Regions from separate parts of the Oryctolagus cuniculus genome. Here region 2 is linked to region 1. A link is a contact called in public Hi-C data. All regions are on one chromosome and are shown on one strand. The core of a region is the stretch at or near the end of the contact, and the rest is flanking DNA. Distances in the headings are between cores, read along the strand shown.

The links. A called contact is a pair of places that touch in the nucleus more often than the background predicts.
Region 2: a contact with region 1 is called in a Hi-C map of an unstated tissue, with 3 times the contacts expected there. The contact joins two enhancer-like sites. A contact is called at or near these places in 2 of 6 Hi-C or Micro-C datasets (skin fibroblasts and an unstated tissue).

The regions. Positions count from the first base shown.
Region 1 is chr4:90,694,251-90,699,747 of mOryCun1.1, forward strand. No RefSeq gene overlaps it. Among named protein-coding and RNA genes, the nearest start is that of TPRG1, 240 kb to the left of the region's middle. Within about 2 kb of position 1,456, at least 4 of the 8 cell types and tissues checked have an H3K27ac peak or open chromatin away from gene starts, as enhancers often do.
Region 2 is chr4:90,865,430-90,870,399 of mOryCun1.1, forward strand. All of the region lies in intron 9 of LPP (LIM domain containing preferred translocation partner in lipoma), which reads right to left. Among named protein-coding and RNA genes, the nearest start is that of MIR28, 110 kb to the right of the region's middle. Within about 2 kb of position 3,157, at least 1 of the 8 cell types and tissues checked has an H3K27ac peak or open chromatin away from gene starts, as enhancers often do.

The DNA.
Region 1 (5,497 bases), core at 206-2,705:
TTCAAAGCAGTTCACTACATTTACTGAGCCCCTACTAATGTGTCTGGTTCTTGGAGAGGAGACCTTCAGTAAGGTAACCACACAGTTTATCACCCAAAGCAGACTACTTCAAGGTAAATGAGGGAGCTACTCATAATTACTTAAACCAGGACAAAAGGCATAAACTATGATAGCAAATCAGGATGTTCTGTCATCTAGCCATCAGGGTTGAGATCAACAACAAAAAGTCTCCAGCCCTCTACTGCTCAAGCATAGATATGGCGGATACAAGGCTGCCTGGTTATTTTGAGCCATTATGGAAAAGCCTTAGAAAAAGTTAAAGGAGAAAGAGATCACATCTTGGTATGGGAGTAGGCATGTGAACTAAGTTTTGCAGGTAGCAAAGGGTGTCTGTGTGTGACAGTGAGGGGTCAAATGGAATCCACTGCATCCAAATGATTTTTAAAGATTTTTTAAAAAGACATCCCCTACCTCCACAGTGAGAAGGGAAGAGGCCATCTGATGTATCTACAGTGGAAAGCGTACTAACAACACAGAGAGATGGCTCCTGATGCCAGGCTGGTCTTGGCTCCAGTTTTCCAGATACTGCCGTGCTTTCCTAAGTGTAGCTGCACAGATCAGTTTCCCCTGTCCTGGGCCTCTGTTGAGACTCCCCCAGAGCCACATCTCAGAGGCTGCTGCAGGTCTCACTGGCTGGCTGTTTCCCCTCCAACTAGTAGGGGAGTCTCATTTGAGGAACTGAACTACCTCTTTTGGCTTCCGCACCAAGCACTTTCTCCAGCCACTGCAGAAGAGGATTTGAACATTAGGGGAAGTGACTGTTAGGCAATCCAACAGGGTTGGAAAACTTGTTGGGGGTGGATTTGAGGGGCTAGCCCCTGGCAACTATTCAAATCTTTGAAGCTCCCTGGTGAGCCCATTATTATTCGTATTTTCCAGGAGTTCACACAAGGTCAGAGGAACTCAGACCATGAGACTCTCAGAGGGGTAAGGGTCAAGCAGTCAGAGACTTTCCCCTTGGGATCTCACTGTGTCTTGTGGTAGGTCAGGAAGGTGTTATTAGGGTGAACAATTAAGAAATCAGGGAATTAAAGAGCAGAGAAGTGAGTGACTCACCCAAGGTCACCTCGTGAGTGACAGAGCTGCCACTCAACTGAAGTCTCCTGGAGTCGGGCCATGTATTTATGCACTAACCTCCCAGGCTACTCTCAGAAGGCGCAGAAGACAGAAAGAGGGTAGAGGGGAGGGGTGATGGGAGGAGGAGGTAGTGGAGGAGGAGGAGAAGGAAGAGGAGGAGGAGAGGGTGAAGGAGTGAGGCTAGGGATGGCTAAGATCCTCTCCTTTGGCAGGTGACCCATCCTCCCTACACCCCGGCTCCCCCCACCCCTCTCTCCTCAGACCCAGGGAAGCAGGCCCAAGGCCGTGTGTAGGGCAGGCCAGGCTGTCAGGTCACGTCTTTACAGAGGTGCCAGTGTGGCCCTGTGGGGCTGCTGGGCCTTCAAAGGCCACTTGTAAACCGTGATGCGGCGCAGGGGTGGCGCGGAGGGGCTGGGGCCCGGCCGGGAGGAAGGAATGGGCCTGCCTTTGGTGCCTAGAAATCAAAGCCGCCAACCTTGGGCTTTTTCTTCCCTCACACTGAGGCACTTTTATTGGCGAGATGAAGGGAGGCAGAGCGGGCCTACAGTCTTCGCTTTGCTTTTGGAGGTTAATGACCCAGTTAGCAGCTCTTGGCTGCGTTTCCGACATTTTGCAGACATCAAGCCCCGTGTCTCTGCCAAGTACATTCTGTTCCCTGGAGCTCATCCAATGCATCTCAGATTACTATGTAATGCGACAAAGAGGGAGAGGTGGCTGGGAGGGGCGGCTGGAGCGGGGCGGAGCGAGCGGGCTAGCAGAGGGCGGGGCCCGGGCCTGCGGGGCGGGGAGGGTTGCCACTCTAAATATAGCTGCCCTGCTGGAGGCACAGCACTAAAGGTGCTTACTGACTGCACCAGAGCCATCCCAAGTGAGGGTTCGGAGGGCCCGTCGTCCAGGAATCCTGCAGTGAGCAGAGCCAACCCCAAGACACAGCAGGGATAGAGGGTGGGTGTGGGGTGGACAGGAGCACTCTGGCGACTCCCGCCCTGGGAGGCGGGGGGCGGGGCCAGGGAGTTTCGGCCCCGCCCCGAGTCCTCCCCCTCTCCCCCTTCCCACCCCCACCTCCCAGCCTCCGCCTGCAGCTCCAGCACCGCTGCAGCCTGCGCTCTAATAATAGACGTGAATGGAAAGCGGCCGCTTTTGAATGATCTTGTTGCTCGCGCTGCCGTTGGAGACTGAGGAGCAGGTGCTGCCCTGCTAGATACCAAGTGATTCATTTAGAAGCACGCACACTTACTGACGCACACGAATCCTCTCACTCCCTCCCGCCAGCGCCCAGTGCTGCATTCCAGAACTGGGTTAAGAGGCCTCAGTCCAGGACTGAGGCGACAGCTTGTTTCCTACCCCAGTCATCTCCAGCCTTAGAAATCTCATGCATATCTAATGGATGGGAAGAGCCTCGATCTTTTCAACCGGCAGCGGACAAATAGTATCTCGTTTTACAGGTGGAGAAACTGAGGCTGGGATGTGGCACTGGAGTGTGGCACAGAGCACGAAGGTGAATCAGCACAGTCCAGCCCAAGAGACCTCCTCTCCTTTGCCTTATCGAAGGGTCACCTGAAACAAGTCTCACTTCAGTGCCAGTGACTCTAGGCGTGGATCTGTATGACAGATGAGCATTCCCTCTCCTTTCCTGGTTTAGCACCTACCCCTCCCTACTCCCTTACCCACACCGGAAAACCTGCTCATGCCGGCTGATTCTCAATCATGGGGATAATAGTTGCACAGCATGGAAACTGTGCCCATTTTTCTTGGCAATTATGTTAGCATCAAATCTTTTGTGTCCTATGTCAGCACAATTCTGTTATGAGGAACTATAGAGGGGGCCAAATTTAGACTTTTCTTCCTGTCAGCATCTCACACGCACCTAGTGCTCACAGTTTGCCAAGTGTTTTCAGGAACTTGATGACCGAATCCAGACGGCACAAGCAAAGTGAAAAGTCCTATGCTCATTTCTCCAGCGCCCCTGTAGCAATGGAGTCTAACAGGGAGGAAGTGACTTGCTCACAATCATCTGCTGATGAGTGGCCAGGTCAGGAGCCAAAGCCATCCCAGGCTGTGTGGAGCACGTGTGCTTTAATCTGCAAGGGGGAGCAGGAATCCTCTTAGTCAGAGGAGGGCTACAAGTGACCTGGGTGTAAGCCACCCTCGTGACTGGCCTCCTCTGCCTAGAGGTCAGAGGCCACCTCTCCCAAGACTGGCTCCCATACTTGCCCAGAGTGGGAAGCCCAATCACTTCGTCTGTCTTCATATAACTAGGCTGGTCCCACTCTCCAGCAGGACCTACGTCAGCCTCTCACCATGGTTGACCACTTGGGCCTTACCTCTTGGCCTGGGTCTCCCTGGGCTATTCCTGTCACCTCCAGATCTTTATCATGGGAGATTAAGAGGCAGCACCAAGGAAGGTGCTGACAAAGGAAGCAAAGGGAAGAGACGTGATGATTTTTCATTTACCTCTTAGAGACAAGGACCGTATGTTAGTCTTCATGAATCCCTACCCTACTCAGCGTACACAGGGTCCAGTCCCACAAACTGAACACAGCAAATGCACAGAAATGTTCAAGAATCACAAACCTCCAGACAACTATAGACAGCTGAATTTACCTAGGCTAGCCACTGCCAGGTTTCTCTGCTGGCACAGATGAGTGGGAGAGATGACAGGCAGATCTATACCTACTTTCCCAGATTCCACACTGACCAGTTGTACAATATTGATAAGGTACTGAATCTCTCTAGGCCTTTGTTGTGTCATGTGTCCAGTGGGTACAATTACACCTCCTAGAGGCAGTTCTGAGCACTGCTGGCTGTGATAGGTCAGGAAAGGAGGGGAATGCATGCGTGTGAATGGCTGTTTCTACAACTGGGCTACTTAATTTGGAATCTGAATCCAGTTACATGACTTCAGTGAGTGTTCAAAGCTTCATATGCCTGGATTTCTTCATATATAAAATAAGAATGTCTATATTATAGACATATATATGTGACATATATAGACATATAGACATATATAATATATGTGTCTATATAGTTGTTGTGTGAATTAAATTGTTGTGTGAATTAAATCAGTTAATAGATCAAGGGGCTAAACATAGTGCCTAGCACAGACTGTGTGCTGTCAGTACAGACGGCTAGTGTTTTATTAGAACCATATGAGGTCTGCACAATGTCATATATAGAACCTTCCTAGCACAATACCTAGCAAAGAGTTGACACTCAGTCAATAAATAGTATTTCCTCATCTGTAAAATGGGTTTATAACAGCTCCTCTAACATATCACTGTTCTAAGGGTTGAATTGGAAAGAATTTATGAACACCTTTTGTAGAGCTATATAAGATGGTTCATGTCCATTATTATTAACTTTATTACTGGGGCACAGATTCAACATATATTTGTGTTAACTGCACCAGGCCTTTTTTGATACATAGGTAAATAACACCCATGCCTTCAGGTTGGGCATAAGTAAGTAAGGACTTAGGACAGACACACAACTAACAACAGACAGAAGTTAATGAGCACTCTGATCAGTTGCCTTTCTAGAAGGGCAAGCAGATACCCTGAAGTGGGAAAAAGAGGTCAAGAAAGGCTGCAAGGAGGGGAAAGGAACATGAACAGAGCCTGGAAGGATTGGCAAGATTTGGACATATGGAGATAGAGGTAAGAGAAATTCCTAGTAAAGAAGTCAGCAAGAGCAAAGGCCCAAAACACAGCATTGGAAAAGGAGTGTTCAGAGAATTTGAAGTTTGAAGTATTCAGGGAATGTAGCCCACCTCCTCACCATCACCCCACCACTACCACCAGAAAACAGACAGACGTAGCCTGAAAAAGCCAAATGAGAAGCTAAGCAAAGAGGCCAGCTGTCTCCAGAAGCCAGGCCATGCCCAGGAGGGCCATGTGTTCCCACTGATGAACTGGAAGGCAGATGAGCTGAGCACAGTCTCCAGACGGTCTCAAGATGATGATTCATGGTCAAGTTGAAGAACCTCATGTTTTAGAAATGCAGAGACTGTGGAGGAATGTTTCTGAGGGCAGAGCTGAAGTGAAGGTGTTGCATAGCTTGCTCAAAGCACCTCTCAGACCCCATAATTGTTACTTTTATTTTATTTTACTTATTTATTTATTTGACAGATAGAGTTACAGAGAGAGAGAGAGAGAGAGAGAGAGAGAGAGAAAGGTCTTCCTTCCGTTGGTTCACTCCCCAAATGGTTGCAATGGCCGGAACTATGCCAATCCAAAGCCAGGAGCCAGGTGCCTCCTCCTGGTCTCCCATGCGGATGCAGGGGCCCAAGCACTTGGGCCATTCTCCACTGCCCCCCTGGGCCACAGCAGAGAGCTGGACTGGAAGAGGAGCAACCAGGACT
Region 2 (4,970 bases), core at 1,907-4,406, 170 kb after region 1:
TGTAAAATTGGAATCTTCTTGCTGTGGCAGACTGAATGAAAACCTGTTAAAAGGCAGTTGACTAATTCTGGATTATTTTTATTATGAAGAAGCCTTGGCTTATACTGAAATGGAAAGAAGTAAAACAAATACATGCAGGTAGCTGAACTGGCAATTAAATAACTTTTCATTCCTACTACTTAATCACTCCAAAGTGAAGAGGGAGGAACCTAGACTGCTGTTGTATTTTAAGATACTGAGCAAGAAAATCCACCATCAAGTGACAGAGTTCATAAAATCTATATAGAGTGAAAGCTCCCTTCTCATAGGCATCACTCCCCAGTTTCTCTGTGGCAAGTTTCCAGCATGGCCTTATCAAGTGGCTATGAGTGCTTGAGCATGGCAGGAAGTTGGCTACACTGAGGCCTCACTGAAGAGCTCCTTGACACTAGGAACTATATCATCTATGTCTCCCACCTCACTGATTAGTATCTCAAAGCAGCTATACTCTGCACTTTAAGATGCACATAAAAGAACCAGAGCCTGTCCAGGGCAGAGTGACCATGACAGGCACAGGGAGGGAGATGAACATCTGACCTGGGAGGAGAGAGAGAATAATGGAGTTGGGATGTTTAGCCTGGGCGGAAAGAGCTTACAGGAAAGCTGTGATTTATCTCCCAAGGCCTGACAGAGTGAACGGACTTTATTACGACCTGACGAGGGCTGGATTTATAAGCTGTGTTAGCTGTTAAGTGATAATTCAATATTGAGAAAGTATCAAGAACCCAGTAACAAGAACCCAGGTCCTGGAGTCTGATGGCCTGAATTCAGGTTTGAGTTCCCTATGACACCTGTGTCAACTTGGACAGAAGACTGGCATCCCTGAGTCTCAGCTTTCTCCTCCATTAATTAGGACAGCAGATTACCCATCTTAAAAGATAAAATGTACTACAGAAGAATTCACAACTGGGGCTAGCATTGTGGCATAGTACTTAAGCCTCTGCCTGTTTAGTAGGCATCCCATGTGGGCACTGGATGGAGTCCTGTCTGCTCCACTTCCAATCCAGCTCCCTGCTAATGGCCTGGGAGAGCAGAAGATGGTCCAAGTGACTGAACCCCTGCACCCATGTGGGAGACCAAAAAGAAGTTCCTGGCTCCTGGCTTTAGATCCACCCAGCTCTAGCCATTGCAGCCATTTGGGTAATGAAGATCGAAGATCTCTCTCTCTGTCTCCCTCTCTCTGTAACTCTGCCTCTCAAATAAATAAATAAATCTTTTAAAAATTACAAAAAAGAATTCACATTGGCATTATTACTTATATTATATGTCATGCAAACATTAAACACCAACCACAGAGAAATGTGTAAAAAATATAAAGTGTTGTTTCTGACACGAGTCAGTCTCATACCAGGAGTTCAAAATGAAGTTTCCTCATCTAATCCTTCCAATGAGATATTTCCATGCTCCTGGTGAAGAAGTAATGAAGTTCAGAGAAGTTTTAAAAGTTGTTCAGATTAATAAGCAAAGTCTTTCATCCTAGAGACCAATTTGACCTTAATTCTTACCGACCTCAAAGCATTTTTTCCCATTAGAAGGAGCTCTAGGAAACACAAAGATCAAGTTGATAGACCTTACTCCCAAAGGCTTTTCTTATCGTAAATATAAGACACACATATAAAAGTGTAAGCATGTGAATTAAGAATCCGTGTCATAAAGTGAATAGAGGAGGAAGTGATTACTTCCAACTTAGAAGACAAAGGGAATCTTCAGGGATTGGATGGCACTAGAAATGGCCATGTAAGATTGAGACACAGACACGTGGGAGAGGCTTTTCAGTGCCCCACACAGAAAGCAGGAAAGCAGAGGGTCAGAAGAAGATGGAGCCTTTTAGAAAACACAACTAGCCCAGGATGTGTGAAATGAGATGAGATCAGATAATCCAGGTCAGGAATATAAGGCCTTGATGTCTCCGACTCTCCTCTACCTAGGAGTCTGGGAGATTCATGATGTTAGTCTGTTGGCAAGATTTAACCTTCAGGAACAACATTCATTGGGCAGCATGGGCAGGAAGAACTGGATTAACTGCAGAATGCCTTCCCATTGCTTTAATCATCTTGTACGGGATGCATGACTACCTTGGGCCCATGAATTAACAAACCAAGGAAGCACACTCTAACAGCTTGACCATAGCTTTCCAGCAAATCTAAAACAAAGACAGACTTCAGATTCTACTGGTTTCTCCTCTATCAAGTCACCAAAGTCTGCAGTCACCAGCTCAGAGTCCAGAGTTCTGTTTGTGTTTCCAAGAAAACTGTAGACAATCCCCTCATATACCTACTGTATTCCTTGGGAGGAACAATGAAATCAACACATTTGTTGTTGGGGTAGATTTTTGGAGATGGGAGTCCTGAGTGCCACTGTTAAAGTTAGAAGGGAAAGAAAGGCCGTTCAGTGGGGAGAAGAGTGGATGAAGAATAAAAGGTCTGGCCCAGTCAGGAAGGATATTTTTAACATCATGACGAAGGGAGAACGACAAGGGATTCGTGTAGAACCGTGGGAAGCATCCTGGCCCAGGAACAAGAAAGCTGTCATCTAGACCCATTTCTGAAAACCCCTGCCACAAAGCTGTGATCTGAAGGGACTGGCAGGCAGAAGGAAGGCCTACGAGTATGGCTCCAAATCTACCGCACCTGTCTACTAAATTGTGTGGTGGAAAATGTAGACGAGGCTCATGCTTGGCATAGGGAAATTCTTTTGCTCTTCAGGTCGTGCTCTTGACTAAGCTGTGTTTCCTGTAGGCTCATCTTCCTTTCCGTTCTAGGAAACAACAAGCAGAGTGGAGGGATGTGGAATACATGCTGTGTGACTGAAGCCACAGCACTTAGGGAAAAGGTTCCTCCACACTCTTTCGTTGTTGCTTCCGTAGTTCCCCCATTGCTAAAGACCTTGCAGGAACACTTGCAATGGATGAGGGGTGTAAGAAGTAATAAAATGGCTGGGCTTTGCTTTACTTTTGGGAAAAAGGCCAAAATCCTTTGCGAGGCCTAAGTCGTCATGGTCTCAGAATTCGTCTCGCATTGTGCTTCTCTTCGACCTGTGAGCTCTCACCACACTGGCCTTCTTTCACTTCCTCAGTCCACTGTCTGAGATGTCTGCACTCCGACTCAGTCCGCACAGCTCAGTGAAGTATCACTTCCTCAGGAATGCCTGCCCTGACCCCTCCGTCTAGGTCAGCTTCCTTTGTTGTAACTCTCTCAGAACAGGCTCCTTTCTTTTCAAACACTGTGTCCATCTCCCTTAACAGAACAGAAACGTTCTGAGAGCAGGCCACTTGTCTGTTTCTGCTTACCCCTGGCTACCTAGTACCAGGCACACAGACTGTCCTTTGAGGTTTGTTGAATAACTGAATAAATCTTTTATTCTACAAAATAAGGCACATCCCTTCAAACTGTTGGCACGGGGGTAGGGTGGGGAGGGAGAGGTTAAATTACCTAGCTGGGGCAAATTGAATCTATTTGTTAGTCACTAATTTAAGTGAGACTGAAACAAAAACATCTAAAAATTAAAGTATCAATGAATGTACCTTTTACATACTTTTCCAATAAGATTTATTTACTTTATTTGAAAGGAAGAGGTGAGAGAGTGAGAGAGGGAGAGGGAGAGGGAGAAGCAGAGAAGGACAGAGGGAGAAAGGCAGGGGAGAGAAGGGAGGAGAGGGGAAGGGAGGGGAGGGAGGGGAGGAAAAGGAGGGAAGGAGAGAAGGGGAAGGAGGGAGGGAGGGAGCTTCCATTTGCTGGCTCAGTCCCCAAATGGTAGCAGAAGCCCAGACTGGGTCAGGATGAAGCCAGGAGCCAGGAATTCTATATGGGTCTCCCACATGGATGGCAGGGACCTATGTACTTAGACCGTCATCTGCTGCTTTCCCAGATGCATTAGCAGGGAGATAGATTGGAAGCGGAACAGTCAGGACTTGAGCTAGTACTCTGATATGGGATGCCAGTTAGCACAAGCAGTGGTTTAACCTGCTGGCCACAACACTGGTGCCAAAAACCACAAAAAGTATTTGGAAAAGTCTAATAAAGTGTACTGATTCCAACTAAGGTATGGTGGTGGCAGTGATGATGATGATCATGAAAACAAGGCAGAGGCTGGCTAGATGTGGAACAAACTACCTTGTCCTCTTTTTTGACCCACTGAATGGTCACATTTCCAAGTGTTCTTTGCAACTGTAATAAAAGTAAATGAGATTTGGGGGTTTGTTTGCTATAGCAGTTAGCATTATATGCTCAAACTAACAATATACATGTGTCTGTGTATATGACTATATATGTACATATACATATATTTGTATATAGGTTTGTATTTCATACCTATTGATTAGTGTTTTCAGGAAAAGCAGCTTTATATATAATATTTATATATATATATTATACATTTTACAATATATCTATAGCTATCTTTCCTGATAATACTTTAGTAGAAGCATAAGGGTAGCTTTGATGAATCAAATGTACTTCCAACATGGCTTTCTATGTGGTTTTACTGCTCCATTGCTTCTGTGGTTGTACATTCCTGGGGTTTGCAGAATCCTGGTGCCACTTTCGCCCTGCTCCTGCCCAGTGCAAGAGGCCATCCTTGTCAAGGCAAGGTCAACGCCTCAGCTCAAAGCCCTCACTGGTGAGGCTGCACAAGGCCCCCATGAGAGTTCTTCTCAACCTCTACTGTTACCAAATTCTTTCTTAAGTTAAAACTCCAAATGACTTCTATGGCTTTTTCCAATGAATTATTACTGCAACATAAAGAAATAGGTGGGAAAGTTTGCTTTCTTCTATTTAACCCTCCTTTCCCTATCCTATGAATCCAGCTAGATATGGAGTAAGACCAAGTGGTGGGAGGGAACCACAGAGTCACAAAAACTGCAGTTGCAGAATATTCCAGAAAAACATCCGAATTCACTTTCTATATTGGTGACACTTGAGAATTAGAGCTTT